2 separate regions of the Mus musculus genome follow, and region 2 is linked to region 1. The links are chromatin contacts, called in public HiChIP or PLAC-seq maps. All regions are on one chromosome and are shown on one strand. Each heading gives the region's core, a stretch centred on a gene start, on an enhancer-like site or on the middle of the called end of the contact. The rest is flanking DNA. Distances are from core to core; before and after follow the strand shown.

The links. HiChIP or PLAC-seq counts read pairs in DNA pulled down with a chosen protein or histone mark.
Region 2: a contact with region 1 is called in an H3K4me3 HiChIP or PLAC-seq map of embryonic forebrain, with 8 times the contacts expected there. The contact joins the promoter of Tekt5 here to the promoter of Usp7 in region 1. A contact is called at or near these places in 2 of 39 promoter capture datasets (frontonasal cranial neural crest and pre-B cells) and 3 of 115 datasets of contacts at active chromatin or transcription factors (astrocytes, embryonic forebrain and large pre-B cells).

What each region holds. Positions count from the first base shown.
Region 1 is chr16:8,736,483-8,742,440 of GRCm38.p6, forward strand. It overlaps Usp7 (ubiquitin specific peptidase 7), which reads right to left and starts at 1,860. Exons shown (of 31, transcript NM_001003918.2): 1 at 1,722-1,860. The coding sequence starts at 1,803.
Region 2 is chr16:10,393,499-10,399,560 of GRCm38.p6, forward strand. Tekt5 (tektin 5) reads right to left here and starts at 1,957. Exons shown (of 7, transcript NM_001291001.2): 1 at 1,355-1,957. The coding sequence starts at 1,921.

The sequences.
Region 1 (5,958 bases), core at 610-3,109:
ACTGTCTAACGTGCACTCCCACACCAAAGCACTATACTAGCTCACATGGCCACAGCCCTGAAAGACTGCATTTTCTACAGAATTAGCGCAAGAATAGAAAACTGAAAGCCACAACACCCATTAAACACTAAAACTCAAATACTAACTTTGATAGAAAATGAAAGTTTCACGAGAAAACTCTGGGAAGCAAGCATGAAGCCCAGGATATCATGGGTAAAAAAACCTGTGAAGATCTTCCACCACCCTAATCTCGTCAAAACTTTGGACATAGACATTTTTCCAGATACAGTCTGTATCAGAAATATGCCCCCCCCCAGCGCTGTCCAATCTTATTCTCACAAAGCCCTAGAGGAGCAGTGAGGAAGACTTGAAAGGAAAACGGATGTTCACGTTCCGAGCAACTCTCCACTTTAGACGTGCATGAAATTATAGCATAAAAGGAGTACACTAATCTCCCAAAGGTGAGTTCCATCAGCTATTTGGTTTAATCGCACTTGCCAGACACTCTGAAATTACTGATTTGCTGAGGCCAAGAGAAACAGCCTAGTCCTTGGCATGAACTTCAGCTTCCCCCTTCCCCCGGCCCCCTAGGGCCTTTTTCCCTCTGCTGCATGGTCAGACAATTGTTTGATTCCCACTGATCACCATCAAGTTATTCACAGGGGGGGTCAAGAGTCAGTATTCCTAGCCTAGAGCATGCTACATCATACACAACAAATACAGTTTTACCCCAACTTCCTAGGAACCTTCATTCATTTATGAAAGCCACTATCACTTGCTGAACGGTCCATTCATTGCCCCTCACTGGGATTCCTGCCTGTCTGACCCCTTTAGGGCAGGTAACCGCGCATACTGCCTTCACTTAAAGTACCAAGTCAAAAGAAAAGAAAATGACCAACCCAGCATGAGATCCCGAAGCCAGAGTCCCTCCACTGCGCTTTCACAGCAAACCTTGATAGCGAAGCTCTACAAACAGTATAAAATCCAGTACCAAGATAAATTCCTGCGGCTCCGGTAGAAAACATAGTTACCTCCAGAACTTAATCTGCTTCTGCAGTAGGCCAGCCATGTGCGGCGGAACTCCATAGTTTCAAGCACACTTTTTAGCCGGACGTGGACGGCACCACCTACAGCCAGGTACCCAAACTCCTCCACAAGCCCAGGTAACTTATAAACTAGGCGAACCTGAGTACTTTCCCAGCAAGTCCAAAGGCTGAGGGCAGCTGCGCGCCTTGCAGGTGTCTCCGCAATTAAGCGCGACGCCCGGCAGAGCGCTCGGAAGTTATTGGGGGGAGGCTCTCCGGGGGCGCGTTCAGAAGCAGGTGCAGGGGAACCTGCGCACCCGCTCCCATACCCACCCCAAGAGCTCAGGGGCCGGGGAGCAGGCCCAACCAGCCTGGCCAGAGCCACACACCCCGGAAAGAGGACGGTCCCCGGGGCCCGCCTCCCAACCTGGGTACCCGGAGCCAACACACCTCGATCCTAATTTACGACTCCGGCGCTTTGTGCCCAGCAGCCCGTGCGCTGCACAATGCGTGAACTCGGGGGTCCGGGGCCACCCCCCGCCGGGCCGCATGACTGTGCAGCCCCGGCCCGGCAAAAGCGCCGGGCCGAGCGGGGCCGAGCGGCAGCCCGGCCTGGTTAAAGATGGCGAGGCCCTCGCGTGGCTCCCGCGGCCGCCCGGACCACAATGAAAGCGCCGGCCCCGCTGCGGGCCTCACCTTCCATCTCCATGTCCTCGGGCTCGCTCAGCTGCTGCTCGCCCGCTTTCTGCTGCTGCTGCTGCTGCTGTTGGTGGTTCATGTCGGCCGCGGCCTGGGCCTCGCCTGCGGCCGGAGGCCCGGGCTGCGGGCCCGGCGGGCGGGCGGCTGCTAGCAGAGGCGGCGGCGGCGGCGGCGGCGGGGCGGCCTCCTCCTCTTCCTACCCGCGCGTCGTCGGCGGCGGCGGCCCCGGGGCGGCCCGCGGCGGGCGGCGGCGGCGGCGGCGGCGGCAGGGAGACGCGCACGTACTTGCTCGCGATTCGCCCAATCTCGGCGCCGAGGCGGGCGGGCGGCGGCGGGCCGAGCCGGGCGGCCTCCTCGCTCGCTGCGGCCGCCGCTGCCGCCGCCGCCGCCGCCGCCGCAGGGCCCGCCTCCCGCCGCCGGGGCCGGGGCTGCGGGGCCGCGGGCCGGCCGGGGGCGGAGGGCGGCCGGGCGGGGGCCGCGTAGTCAGCCCCGCCTCGGACCGGGCGCGGAAGGCTGGAGGCCGGGCGGGCCGCGGCGAGCCTGCGGGCCCGGGTGTGGGCTGCGGCGGCGACCGCTGAGGCTGCGCGGGCGGGTGACCGGCTGGCCGCGCTCGGGGCGCTGAGGCCTCCGCCTCCTCGGCGTCGTCGTCGGGGCTCCGGCAGCGGACGCGGCGCCCGGCGGCTCGGCTCGGCTCAGCTCGCTCTCAAAATGGCGGCGGCGTGAAATGTCACATCCGCATGGGGGGCGAGAGCGGAGCGAACGAGACGAGGGCGGGCGGCGGGCGGAGCGGGAGGCGGAGCGGGAGGCGGAGCAGGGAGCGGCCCGCCCGCCGCCACCGAGGAGCACCCACCCCGCGCGCCGGCCGCCCGCCCGCCAGCCCTGCTGGAGCGGGGCGCCGGGGTCTCCTCTGTGAGGCAGCGGAGCGCAGCCCAGGGCCGCGGGGCTCCGGCTGAGGGTAGGGGTGCTCGCGGGAACTGGGCTGGACAAGGAGCCCAAGGCGCGGCGCCGTTTTACGGCCCGTAACCGGCCCCGGGATTCTCACCCGGGCAAATACGTGGGAAACTTAACTCTTTTGCACCCTAGATCCAATAAGGCAAAGTGTAGTCCTTCGGCTCTCACCTATCCCAGCATTCATTTATTTCCTCTCTAGGAGATCAGGTTGGCCACGATCGTCCACTGGGAAAGAGTCTCTCGGGTAGTCCAAGCTGGCCTGGAACTTTTCATGGTGCTTGATGGACACCTGATCCTCCTGCGTCTACCTTTCTAAGTTTTAGGAGTCAAATTTTTTTAAAAGCGAACTTTTCAATACAAGAAATTTGAAGAGGGAAAATCTGATTGATTTAAGGCCTAAGCGCCAACTGACTTGGGGGGGGGGGGGTAGCACATGCCTTTTTAATCCCAGAATTTGGGAGGCGGAGGCAGAGGCTGAGGCAGTAGGATCTCTTCGAATTGGAGGCATGGCCAAGCCAACCAGGACTCAAACAAATCAACAACAAAACAAGAACATCTTGGCCTGAACGCTTCCCATCAAGGAACTTCCTCCTACCAGGTCCCAAAGGCACCTGATTCACCAGAAACCTGCCCCTTCCTCCTTCCCAAGGTCACCCAGAGTTGGGTGCAGGGGGTTGGGATAGTCGTACTGCAAATACTATTGAACAACTTGCTTTCACAAAAAATTAATTAGTAATAATAAAAAAAGAGCCTTTTCTAGCACTTCATGACTTGCAAGGAAAATAACCAGCTAGTCCAGGAAAAAAAAAATGCAACAATTTGCTATCTTGCCTTAGGACACCAGTCAACCCAACTTCCCTTGCTGAAGTTCAAAACCTAAACAGAGGCCAGCAAAATGGCAGAGTGGGCAAAGGTGCTGTCACCAAGTCCTATGACCTGAATTCCAGCAAGTTGGCCTCTGGTTTCCACTGTGCATGCTGCAAAAGCGCACACACTCAAATAAATATATGTACATGTAATTTTTTTTTTTTTACTTAAAGGGGGAAAAAACCCAAAGTGGATAAAGGAGAGATGGTTCTGTATCTTTTATCTAATGTGCCTGGAACCAGAAGTGTTTCACATCTCAGTCTGGGGAATTTTTGACTGTACATAAAAGGAGGTATCTTTGATAACAGAACCCAAATCAAGGTAAAATCCATATATTTCTGAGATACCTTATACATAATCTTATACAGAATTTTGTATTTGACTGCAACCCCGTACAAGGTCAGGTATAAAATTTTCCACTCTACTTGGGGCCAGCAAAAGGCTCAGCAGGTAAAGGCTGTTGCCACCACGCCTGACCAGTGAGATCCTTGAGCCCCACATGGTAGAAGAGAACTGATTCAATAGTCCTCTGACTTCCACTCATGCTCACGTGCCATCGCACATATGGTGGGGTGCCAATTCATGAGCACACACACAATCAAGTTCCATTTCCAGCATCATATTGGTATTCAAAAGTTTCAGATTTCAGAACATTTTAGATTTAGGAGTCTCTGACTAGAGCTATTTAACTTGAATATACACATAGTGAAATACTACATAGCAGTGAAAAAGAGTAAGATCCCGCCAGGCGTGGTGGCGCAAGCCTTTAATCCCAGCACTCAGGAGGCAGAAGCAGGCAGAGTCTGCTGGTCTGGTCTACAGAGTGAGTTCCAGGACAGCCAGGGCTACACAGAGAAACCCTGTCTCGAAAAAAAAACAAACAAAGAGTAAGATCCCACTATGTGTTACTTATAAAAGGGATGAATCATACTTTAAGAAAACAGCCCAAAGGCTACAAATACTTCCACCTCCATCAAGGTCCTTAGCAGGCAAAGCAATTTCAAGAAAAAGAGAAAAATAGATTGAACCTTGGCAGCTAGAGACTGGCATGTTGGGGCTTGGGGATTGAATGCTGTCTCTCTGTAAAGTTTTCAAGGAAAGACAGAGACAATAGACAGCAGAGGATAGCCTTGGAGTGTAATGAAAACACTCTCAAACAAGATCAGGGTCATAGGCTAGTCTACAGCAGAAGTGACTTCACTGTATACTTTAAATATCTATTTTATTATGTGTACATGTGTGCATGTACATGCCCACCCGTGAAGGCCAGGAGAGGGCATCAGAACCTGTGCAGCTAGAGTTACAGGCCAATGTGAGCTGGCCAATGAGGGAGTTGGGGACTGAACTCATATCCTCTGTAAGAGCAGCAACTGCTCAGAACCACCAAGCCCTAACTATACATTCTAGTCATGCTTTTTAACTGCTCCAAGACTATGATTTAACACTTTAAGAGCCCTTTGGCTTGTTAGTCTCTAGAAGTCACTGCTTTCTTTCTTTTGTATGTAGTGTCTCTGGGTTTATATGTATGTCCACATGAGTGTGGGTGTGGCTTACCAGTGGAGCTGTTCTAGAGAGCAAGCCTGCCTAGCCAGCTTGCTCTGGGGCTCCCCTTCTGCTCCTCCTGCGCTGAGGTTACAGGTCAACTGTGGACCATAAATGGGCAAATTGTATGGCACATACATCAACAAGCCTACTGAGCTTCCACGTATAAACATCCCAGGAGGACCATTTTCTTAACCCAGAAAACCCAACAGGATTATGCAAATCCAGAGGGTCAAATCCCTTAGTTCACTTCAAGAACACCCAGGAAACTGCCCAAGCCATCAAGGGAACTGCATATCTGAAATACCACCAAGTATCTGAGCAGTGTAAAGAAGCCATGAGGAAGGAAACCCGATCTGTGCTACAATGGAGGAGTTGGCAGAAGCACCCAGGCACACAGTGGGGCTGTGCTGAGGCTCGGTGACCATGCCTAAAAATGCAGGTGGCGGCATTTGGGTGCGGATTCTCTAGTCATTGAGCACATCCATGTGAAGGATGGAGCTGATATAGCTCATGGCCTGGCTGGCCCATATATGAGCCCTGCTGCCAGGCTGATGTGATCCTCGCTAAAAAGGAGCAGACTGTTCCAAAGCCAGAATAAAATAAATGCAAATAAAAAGGAAAAGACAAACAAACAGAAAGCCTACCTTGGTACCCAATTGGCATCTAGCTAGAAGTAACAATTAGTTCATTAAGAATCTGAGTGATGGGCTGGTGAGATGGCTCAGCAGTTAGGAGCACCGACTGCTCTTCCAAAGGTCCTGAGTTCAAATCCCAGCAACCACATGGTGGCTCACAACCATCTGTAATGAGATCTGATGCCCTCTTCTGGAGTGTCTGAAGACAGCTACAGTGTACTTACATATAATAAATA
Region 2 (6,062 bases), core at 707-3,206, 1.7 Mb after region 1:
GTCAGTTAGAAGACAGGTTCTTTGTCCCAGTGGAGCCTAATCCCAGTGTACATAGAAGACTCAACCATAGAGACTGGGGAGACAGCGTAGTCACGAGGTTGCTATGCAAGCCAGAGGAGCTGAGTTCCAATCAGCCAGGCCCAGAAGCACATACTATAATCTCAGTTCTGGGAAGACAAAGATAAGGATACCCAGAGGACAGTAAGTGAGCTACTAGTTTAGTGAGAGACTCTGCCTCAGAGAATAAGCTGGAGAGTAATTGAAGAAGACACATGAAGTCCACCTCTCGTCTCCATGTGTTGTACACAAATAGACCCACAAAGTCAATTGTGGTATCTGTTAGAAGATGTTATCTCCAATGTCCTAATGACCACAGCATGTGTGTACACACTTGCATAAGCAGGTACACAGTATCTTGATGGAACCCTTATGTGATGACTGTTATTAGCTGTCAACTTGATTGGCTCTGAGGTCAACTGAGAGGCTCTGGGAAGGTGTATGGGAAAACTCCCTAAGAAGGGGAACCTTCCCCCACACCCACAGTGGGCAGCAGCTACACATGAAAAGGGTTTTTGAGAAAACCAGTGCAGCTTTTGCCTGCCTGCCTTCATTCCTTTCCAGTGAGACCACCTACCCTATTGCAGCTGCTCCTCCCCTTCAGAAATCAGCCTGCCAACATGGACTGAAGGCCTGCAACTCTTTAGGACCCGCCCCCCTGGGCCTCCACCACCACACTGGGACGCTGAGGCACCCAGACAATTGCACTGAGCAGCTACAGGGTTCTCAGCCCCTTCAGACGGCCATGTGTCACTACTCAGTATGAATTGTGTAGACCAATCCAGTAAATCCCCCTGTGGTCTGTATTTGTTTTAGAGAACCCTGACCAGCACACCTAAGGAGGAAATTGATCCAATCTGAAAACTCGCATCTGATTGAGGCTATTCTGAGTTGACTGAGATTGTAATTATTATTTAATTTATTTATTTTTGTTATGTGTGTATGAGTATTTTGCTTGCTTCCATGTCTATATAAGCATATATATATATATATATATATATATATATATATATATATATATATATACAAGCATGCAGTGCCCTAGGAGGCTAGAAGATTGTTTCCGAACCCGTGAAATTAGAGTGAAATTAGTGTCAGCTGCTGCCATGTGGGTGCTAGGAACCCGAACCCAGGTCCTCTGCAAGAACAACTGCTCTTAGCCCTGAGCTATTTCTCCACTCTTTTTCACCTTAAAAATCTGACCGTGAACGACAACGCAATTCAACCCATCTGCAAGATGCCTGCCACCTTGACTCAGTAACAGCAGGTGCAGTGGTGTCTCCCTTCCCCCACTCACCTGCAAGGGACAGTTCACCTCCTCAGCAGCGCACTCCAAGCGCCTCTTGAGGGTGTCCATGCTGCTGTTCTCCGTCAGAAGCCTGTCCAGCTCATAGCACAACTCGGACTTCCAGAAACCGAGGTCGGATAGCCTCTGGCCCAAGTTCCGGGAGGTTCCCTCCTGCATCTGGTGTATCAGCTGGTCCTTATCCTGCATGATCCGCAGCGAGTCGCCTGTCAGCCGGCTGGCCCAGAGCCGCGAGGCCTCTGCATTCCTGATCTGCAGATCATTGGAGCGGTCCCAGTCCCTTGGGGTGTAGCGACAGAAGAGCGCGGAGCGGAGCGAGGGCAGGATGGTGGGCGGCCGCCGGATGCCTGAGCATTCCTCGGGGATTGTCTGGGAGGTGGCGATCTTGTGGAAGACGCTGGGTCTCCACGCGTTCAGGTAGCGGTATCCGGGCAGGTGAAAGGGTTGGTAGCACTCCTGTACCACAGGTTCCTGCCCAGCAGGGGGCAGCGCCTGCAAGCCACAGCCTTTCTTGGGGCCACAGAAACTCGCTGTCTGAGTGGTTCCAAGAAATTCCATCTTTCCCCATCAGCCCCACCGGGGAAAACTTTACCCAAGGGGCCAGGGCATCCCAAGAGCTAGGAGCCGCGGGGCCTCTGTGACTTAGTGCTGGTGTCATAAAGCATGGGTTAGGGTCTTTGTGCCAGGTCCTGGTTCTCCAGGTGGTTGAAGCCCCTATGATCTAAATAAAATGCAGTCAACAAAGAGAAGTGTGTTTAGGGCCTGAAGAGATGGTTTTGGTGGCTAGGAGCATATAGTGCCCAACCGAAGGAGCTAAGTTCCTAGCAACCACATCACAACCGCCTGTAATTCTGGCTCAAGGAGATCTAATTCCTCCACAGGAGCCCATGCACACAGATAAACACAAATACACAAAATCAAAAGAAAAGAAGGCTTCTTTTGGAGACAGGGTTTCTCTGCATAGTCCTGGATGGAGCTTGCTTTGTAGATCAGGCTGGCCTCAAATTCTCAGAAATCCTCTGGCTCCACCTTCTGAGTACTGGGATTGAAGGCTTGCACCACCACTCCCAGTGGCTTTTTTTTTTTTTTTTTTTTGAGTGGAATTTTTCAATCCCACTGGTTTGGGGTCGAAAGAAACGGCAGATGTCTGTCATTCTGGAACAACAAAATCTGCCTTTCCAGAGCTTGATCAGTCTGGGTATCGAAGCAAATCTAATATGGTCCACACCTCTCACCCTGTGGGATCAGCTGGGCCAACATTAGCTGTCTTTGTTTCTTTATTCCCAAGATAATATCCAGAAGGTTCGATCATGCCTGCAGGAGTCAGGATGGAGTCAGGAAGGTGGGGACTAGAAGACCATCCTCAGCTATCTGTGTTTTTGTTTTGTTTTGCTTTGAGACACGGCTCCAGGTACCCAAGCTGACCTCAGACTTGATATGTGGCTGAGAAGAGCCTTGAACTTCTGATTCTCCTTCTCGACTCTCCTAAATGATGAGATTACAGGCCTCTGCCGCTGGCTGCACTGTTTGTGCTGAAGTTTGAAGCCCAGGGCTTCCGCAATGCTAGGCAAGCATTCTATCAACTATATCCCAAGGCTCATGAGTTTGGGGATATCATAGGCTACATGTGACTGAGTCAAAACATCAAATATTTTAAAATGGCCCATACATTGCACAGAGTTGTGCTCAGCAGTAGTGTTCACGCCAGCAGGAAGAGTGTGGTCGGACTGGATCGAGCATGAGCAGTTAGATCACGAAGCCTAAATGTGGAGTGGTTGCAATGGAGAACCACAACACTCTAGGCAGGTAAAATGGGGCCACAAAGACAAGAAAGTTTTACAACCTGCAGTTTTGAGAATGCAAAACTGGCCTCCTCATCAGTCTTCCTGGAACAACAAATGGGAGGAGGGGAGAAGCTGGAAATGGAATGGGTAACTGAAGTGCTCTGTGTGCTGGCTTGAGTAGGCTTGGTCCCCAGAGACTCAGGTGTGGCCCACAGGGAGTGACACTATTAGCAGATGTGTCTTTGTTAGGATAGGTGTGGCCTTGGTGGAGGAAGTGTGTCAGTGTGGGAGTGGGTTTTGAGGGCTCCTAGTGCTCAAGCTCTGCCCAGAGAAGGAGACAGTCTCTCCTGGTTGCCTTCAGATCAAGCTCTGCCCCGTGAGGAGGAGACAGTCTCTCCTGGTCGCCTTCAGATCAAGATTCTCCTTTTCCAGCACGAGGTCGGCCTGCACACTGACATGTTTCCTACCATGACGACAATGAACTGGACCTCTGAAGCTCTAAGCCAGCCCCCATTAAATGTTGTCCCAGGAGTTGCCTTGGTCGTGGTGTCTCTTCACCGCAATGGAAACCCAAACTATGATACTCTGTATCTTTGATTGTAGAGGAGATTGACCAGCTATTCATATTTGTCAACCCCCATAGAACACTTTAGTAAAACTGAATGAATCAGGGCCAATGAGATGGCTCAATGGATAGACACTTGCCACTAAACTCGATGACCCAAGTTCAGTTCCCAGGACCCATGTGACAGAAAGAGGGAAATAACTTCTGCCAGCTGTTCTCTGATGTCTGCACAAGTTTTGTGGCACATGTATGCACCCCCTACACACACACAACACACACACACACACACACACAAATTATATATATATATATGCATATATGCTTTAGTTAGGGTTTTACTGCTGTGAACAGACACCATGACCAAGACAACTCTTATAAGGAAAACATTTAATTGGGGCTCTCTTACAGGTTCAGAGGTTCAGTCCATTATCATCAAGGTGGAAACATGGCAGCATCCAGGCAGGCAAGGTTCAGGCAGAGCTGAGAGTTCTCCATCTTCATCTGAAGGCTGCTAGCAGAGTACTCGCTTCTAGGCAGCTAGGATGAGGGTCTTTAAAGCCCACACCCACAGTGACACACCTACTCCAACAGGGCCACACCTTCTAATAGTGCCACTCCCTGGGCCAAGCATATACAAACAATCACAATGTGTGTGTAATTTTAAATTTTTAAGTAAATTGTTCATAAATTATACTTCATTGTGCTTGAATTTTAAAATATAGAGGGAAGACTTTGAGCTCCAGGAAGCTGACACCACACTTGTTTTTCTTTATAATTAAACCTCCAGCACCGTGTACAATATCAAACATCTAGAATGAGAGCCTTACCTCTCTGGGATGTGTTTCATCCTATTCTATGACAATTTTGTTGCACTGAGAAACTCCCTCCACCCTTAATCACTGAGAGTAACAACAACACAGTGCTGACTGGGAAGAGTACTGCTGTGTCGGTCCTTACCCTCTCTGGGAATGGGAAAGAGAAACCTGGCTTTCTGTGGCTCTGGTTCACAGGTGTATCAGTTCGTTTCCAAAATACCTGAGGCTGTTAATGGATCAGCAAAAGGTTCATTTTGGCTCATAATTCTGTCACTTACAGTCTGTAATTAAGTAGCCCCTGCTTTGGGTTCCTGACAAACTGTGCCCTGAGAAGGCCACACATCATGGCCAGAATGCGGTAGAGGAATAGTACTATACCATGAGCAGAGAATCAAAGAGAGGAAAGAGGAGGCAGGAGCTGTAACCTTCTTCTTCAACTACAGCCCCTCCCCCATCACTAAATACCTTTCCTTAGGCTCTACCATCTTTAGCAGTGTCACCCTTGGGACCAAGCCTTCATCATAGGCTTTCAGGGACATTCAACGTTTGAGGCTTAATGGTGATTTTCTTCTCAGTTCCCTATAAGGAGTGCAGATGAGCAGCCAGAATGTAGAGAAATGGCATTTATTAGCCACATGGGGTGGACTGCTGTGTTACATATTCCAATATGTCCTTTCCATGGGGTGGGGTAAGAAAAGCAGTAGGCTCTGGTCTGCAGACTTACACCACGGTATCTCCTCAGTGTGATGTCACTCATGAGAGGTATCTCGAAACAGATGCCCTGCAAAGACTCTGTACACTTACTTGGGCATTGAGCGACAGCAGGCCTCAGAGGACATTAGGGGCACAGAGACAGCAGAGACACATGGTGGCCCTGGCAGAGCAGCTGGGGCAGATCCCAGAGGTGTGGCTGATGACCCATCCAGAGGGTGGAACTGTCTGTCGCCCTGGGCTGCAACGGTTAGTTAATATTGATGTGGAGGTATTTCCAAGGACCTGGGCAGAGTGGGGAATGACGGAGCAATGGTTGAAGCTCAGTCTTGGTGAACCTTTCCTAGAAGCACCTAGTAGGTAATATGAAGTCAAAGCAGAAAGGGAAGGTTGGCAGCCACCCACAGCTGACAAGGACATAGGCGAGGTTGCCACGGCTGTCTGCTGTGTGCTAGAGGGTGGAAACATTCACACACCGAGAACACAGTTTGTTGTTGTTTTCAAAATCCAAAAGGAAGGAATAGGAAATTCTCTACCCACTAAGCTCCTTTTGATTCCATTGCCTGATTACTTTGATGATAGACCGGGGTGCAGCGCCACCTGCTGGCTGATTCTAGGATTGACCCATATGCATGTGTTTGTGGATGCTGACAGGGTCTGCAGGTGTCACAGTGCACACATGGAGGTCAAAGACCAACCTGCTGGAGTGGGTTCTCTTCTCCCACTCTGGTGCTGTGTTTGAATTCTCGTTCTCTAGCTTGAGAGCAAGGGCCTTTTCCTGCTGGACAGCCTAACCAGCAGCACGCTTTCCTTCCTTCACATTG